2 separate regions of the Sus scrofa genome follow, and region 1 is linked to region 2. Evidence: chromatin contacts called from public Hi-C data. All regions are on one chromosome and are shown on one strand. Each heading gives the region's core, a stretch centred on a gene start, on an enhancer-like site or on the middle of the called end of the contact. The rest is flanking DNA. Distances are from core to core; before and after follow the strand shown. Region 1 holds the start of FETUB (fetuin-B). Region 2 holds the start of AHSG (alpha-2-HS-glycoprotein).

Region 1 (2,700 bases), core at 175-2,674, 54 kb before region 2:
TTTTAAAAAAATTATTATAGTTGATTTACAATGTTCTGTCAATTTCTGCTGCACAGCAAAGTGACTCAATTATACACATACATATACATTCTTTTTTTCACATTATCCTCCATCATGTTCCATCGCAAGTGATTAGATACAGTTCCCTGTGCTATACAGCAGGACCTCATTGCTTGTTCATTCTAAAGGCAGTGGTTTGCATCTGGGGGCAATTTCTCATGACCCAGACACCAGAAATTGAACTCTCAGAAATCCCTCTGATGAAACTCTATTTTGTCTATAGAATTGGAATAACTACATAGGCACCCTCCTCAAGAGATTATAAAGTGGGACATTTAAAGATGGTACATGCTGAACAATCTTCATTCTGAAGACAGAGGTCACCTAGTTTTCCTGCTCAAGCACCTGGACACAAGCACTTACCGATTCATGGAATGGCGTCAGCCCACAGTCCTTCCATGACATCTTACTGAGCACATGGCAGCTAGACTCTATCACGTCCAGCGTGAGATAGAACAGAGATCCCAGGTCACCCTGTAGGAAGGTGAGGAGAAAATGCACAACCTACATGAAGCAGAAACCCCTAAAGCCTGGCCCCCCAAATCCCTGTTTTATGGCAAAGCTAAACAAAGGCTATAATGTTTGTGAAGATTTCTATCTTTCTTCCTTTTTTTCTTTTTTTCTTTTTTTTGGTTGTTCCTATTGCATGCAGAAGTTCCTGGGCCAGGGATTGAACCCGCGCCACAGCAGTGACAGCGACAGATCTTTAACCACTAGGCAACCAGGGAACTCTGTGAAAATAGAAACGGTGGGACACAGTACGTTTCAGAGTAGATTAGTACTTGTTCCTAATAGCATTAAGAACATGTAGCACTCTAGCAGAGGAGCTTGGTGTGTACTCAGCAGGTTTTCCGATTTGAAAGGTACCTGCCAACATGTGTCTCTGGGTTCCTGTCCCCTTGGCAGCCTCCCTGGCTTGTGCAAACACCTGCCCTGGAGGGGACTGCCACTTGCCTGTCTGTGTTCGCGGACATCGCTCACTCGGTTGGGGCTCAGCACGTAGCCGTCCTTCTGGTTCCTGTTGATCTCCTGCAGGACGAGGTTCACAACATCCAGCACATAAGAGCTGTTGCAGGCATGGGAGAGGAGAAGCGAGGATGTAGGGGGCAGCGGCTGGGGTGGAGATGTAGCCCCGCAGCCCACGGCCAGGGCGCAGAGCACCAGCGGGAGGAGCAGACCCATCCTGTGGGGAGTGAGGCCAGGCAGGGGTCAGTATGAGGAGCCACAAGGACAGCTACTTACAGGGCTCTGCAAGAGCAATTTAAGCAGCCTTGTAATTGCAACCTGAACCAGGGATCAGGATTTGAAACACAGGGCCCTATTTTATCTGCTTGAATTCTAAATGTAGATTTCCCTGAGTCAGGACTTAGGATAGGATTTGCCAATATATCTAACCTTGGACCCCGGAGCAATCTGATACTCATGGTTACCTGTAAACAGATTTAAGTTTCCTAATCTTTTCCTAGGAAAGCAAAATAAACTCTTAGGTCAAGGTTCCTGGGAGGTCACGATTGAATTCTTGCTTGTGTGCAGGGCTCAAGCCGGTTCAGAAGATGACGACTGTCACGTTCTCCCTTGGGCACTAGAATCTCGCCTCCAGCCCATGTCCTGGCTACACTTCTCTTCATCTCAGACTCGGAGCCCAAAGTCATGGTACCAATGGTGCTCAGTGAGTTCTGACCTCCCGCCCGACCTCCTGGGTTCACCATTCTTGTTAGATCAGGAAAAAGGCTTCAACCCCACATCATCTACATGAAGCCTCAGTGAGATTCCTAAAGCACTCTGGGATCTGGCTGGAAAGAGTTCCATTTAGCATACAGAGGGCCAGCAGTCACATGAAAAGATGCTCAACATTGCTAATTATTAGAGAAATGCACGTCAATGCTATATTGAAGTATTACCTCCCACTGGTCAGAACAGCCATCATCTAAAAGTCTACAAATAACCAATGCTGGAGAGGGTGTGGAGGGAATCCTCTTACACTCTTGGTGAGAATGTAAATTGGTGCGGCCTCTATGGAAAATAGCATGGAAGGTCCTTAAAAAACTAAAAATTGACTTGCCATATGATCCAGCAATCCTACTCCTGGGCATATATCTGGAGAAAACTCTAATTTGAAAAGATACATGTATCCAATGTTCACTGAAGCACTATTTACAACAGCCAAGATATGGAAGCACCTAAATGTCCATAGACAAATGAATGGATAAAAAAGATATATAATCTATATATTCTATTCTACACACACACACACACACACACACACACACACACACACACACTGGACTATCACTCAGCCATAAAAAAGAATGAAATATTGTCATTCGCAGCAACATAGATAGACCTAGAGATTATTATACTAAGTGAAGTAAATCGGAAAAAGACAAACATCATATGATATCACTTATGTGTGTAATCTAAAATGTGGCACAAACTTATTTATGAATTAGAAATAGACTCATAGACATAGAAAGCAAACTTATGGTTACCAAATGGGAAAGGGAGCAGAGAGGGATAAGTTAGGAGTTTGGGATTAGCAGATACAAACTACTATATATAAACTAGATACCAACAAAGTCCTACTGTATAGCACAGAGAACTATATTCAATATTCTGTAATAACTCTGTAATGGAAGAGAA
Region 2 (2,700 bases), core at 9-2,508:
CAAACTAATATAGGTTTGGTATCAAGCTGAATAAAATAGTCTCATTTTTCAGTTGGAGAAAGAAAGGTTTCCATTTACTTACTGACAATGAAGAAAAAAGATGATCTTTCAGTATGTTTTCCAAGAAAGCCATAGCAAAGGATGCCCAAGGAAGGTTCAGGATATTTCACCATGTCTGATGACACCACTTTCAGACTTTGAAAGATTTTCTCACGCTGAACGCACATACCTATGAGTGATGTTGAGTCAATTTCATCCACTCAGCTCCAACTTCTTTGCATACCAATAGAAGATAAGGATTTATTCCTTTTTCTGGTCTGTAGTTCCTGTCATTATCTTAATGACTTATCTGTGCATTTTTCTTTGAGGCCCATGTTACTGCATTAAAACAAGTTTTGGAGGAGTTCCCGTCATGGCGCAGCAGAAACAAATCCAACTAGGAACCATGAAGTTGTGGGTTCGATCCCTGGCCTCTCTCAGTGGGTTAAGGATCCAGCGTAGCCGTGAGCTGTGGTATAGGTTGCAGACGCAGCTCAGCTCTGGCATTGCTGTGGCTGTGGCGTAGGCCGGTGGCAATAGCTCCAACTGGACCCCTAACCTGGGAACCTCCGTATGCCATGAGAGCAGCCCTAAAAAAAGGACAAAAGACAACATAATAAAATAAAATAAAATAAAATAAAATAAAATAAAAAAGTCTTGGAGTTCCCGCTAAGGTGCAGTGAATTAAGGATCCAGCACTGTCACTGCAGTGGTTTGGATCGCTGCTGTGGTGCGGGTTCAATCCCTGGCCTGGAAAATTCCACATGCTGAGGGTGCAGTCAAAATGATGATGATGATGATGATTAAGATGTAGAGTATTGAGGATGTCAGGGGCTGGTTAGAGGCAGGGGGAAAGAGCAGTCCCACAGATCTAAGAAGAAGAGGACCAACAACCTCCAGAAGAAGGCAGCAGGGTGCCAGGCAGTGCTTGCTGTGTGGAGCCCCAGGCAGCTGATGGCGGAGTTCCAAGATGGCAGCTGGGGATGGTACCAGGTTCTTTGAATTTGTCAGAAGGGCTCTCCACTAGGGCGGCGATGCATTCCACCTATTCCAAGGCAGACGTCAGCCTTGATAGTTGCCAGTCAGGAGCCAAGACAAGAAGGATCATGGCAAGCAGAGGGCCAGAGTTGCTGGGGGCTGTTTCTGCTGGGGCCCTGCTGGCAGACCTGGGTCTCAGAAGGGAAGGGTAGAGTTAGAAGGGGGTGAAATATCAAGTCAGGCAATGAGAGCTAGGAACTCAGCCTCTCACAGAACAGGACATGAACAAGAACACGTCAGCAAAAGCCAGAGGATCCATTGGTTTTTGCAGGGAGGAAGTAGCAGTGGTTGGTGTTTAAATCATTGGGCCAGATTCCTGGCTCTGCCCTTTCTGGTACTTAAAGGGCCTAGGCTCTAAGAAACTGAATAATGATTTCTGATAAGCCTGGTGTTTCTTCATTCCTATGGGTATTTATTGACTATGTACTATCAGTGATATTAGGTGCCTGGAGGCAGAGTGATGAGAAAACACCATCTGCACTAAAGGAGCTTAGCTTGACTCACCTGGTCCAGGAACATCTGATGAACCAAGAACTGTAAGTTCTATGAAATGATTATGATGCCTGTCCTGTGGAGACATATTGGGGTTTCTACCTCCACTGTAAAACATCGGTCAATGGAATGCAAATGACCCTTCTCCCAGGACCCACCAGATTTCTTGTGAAGGTAACTGAGCACCAGCTGCCCTGGAAGGCATTTCGAAGAGCGCTTTGTACTTGGTGCTAAGGCCCCAAAGTTGAGAGACGTTGACCTGAGCAAAGCATGGTAAAAATTATTAAACCCAAGTGACCAGAGGTGATTACTTCCTTTCTTTGGGTGGAGAAAGAGCACAGCAGGCTTTTCCCCAATCCTGTCCTCATAGCCATGACCTGCCAAACTCTGAAAAGAAACACATTTGAGGGGTAAACGGGGAAAAGCAAAGCCTGGAGTAGGGTGGGGCAAGGGAGAGAGCAAAGTTGCCAGATTTAACGAGATGCTCATTCTCAGGGTCACACTCCTTAAAGTACGTGTTTTAGTCCTGTTCCTTGCTGGATCCTAGACCCAGCCCTGGGAAAGAGACATAATCTAAATGCAGAATAGAAAAAAAGTTTGTACTTCATTAAATCTTTCTACTCTTTCAAGAATTTTTTTTTAACCTTTTGGCAGTTGGTTCTCTGTGTGAAATCAGCCTCAAGAACACAATGACCCTTGCAGGAGCCTTTCATGATCACAGAAGAAATCATGGGAAACCTTCCATTCTCTTTTGTTTGGAAGAAGACTTCCTATTGTATACCACTTAATGTGGCCTTGACACCCACGCATTCCCTCACAAAAGAGGGAATCATTTTAGGGTTAACGAAGGATGGGGAGCTGTGCCCTTTCTGAGGCTGGAACTGCTCCTCCTTGGGAAAACCTCTTCATCAGAGCAAAGGATATAGATTCCTTACTCTGTAAAAGGCATTGTGCTTTAATCCTCATAAGTCCCCAAGAGGGGTGTTGTTCTCATCTTCCCTCCTCTATAGAAGAAGAAACAGGGCCTCAGAGAGGTTCTGCACCTCGCCCATATCTCACAGTGGTAGAGCCTGGATTGAGCCCCATCACTTTGTCTCCATTAACCTCAAACCAAAAGAAAATAAGGCCAAA

The links. A called contact is a pair of places that touch in the nucleus more often than the background predicts.
Region 1: a Hi-C map of liver shows a contact between it and region 2, with 1.6 times the contacts expected there. The contact joins the promoter of FETUB here to the promoter of AHSG in region 2. A contact is called at or near these places in 1 of 5 promoter capture datasets (liver) and 6 of 47 Hi-C or Micro-C datasets (fetal liver, liver and skeletal muscle).

Annotation. Positions count from the first base shown.
Region 1 is chr13:124,479,180-124,481,879 of Sscrofa11.1, reverse strand. FETUB (fetuin-B) reads right to left here and starts at 1,424. Exons shown (of 7, transcript XM_003132577.4): 1 at 1,015-1,424; 2 at 424-534. The coding sequence starts at 1,242.
Region 2 is chr13:124,424,871-124,427,570 of Sscrofa11.1, reverse strand. AHSG (alpha-2-HS-glycoprotein) reads right to left here and starts at 1,258. Exons shown (of 8, transcript XM_005652369.3): 1 at 934-1,258.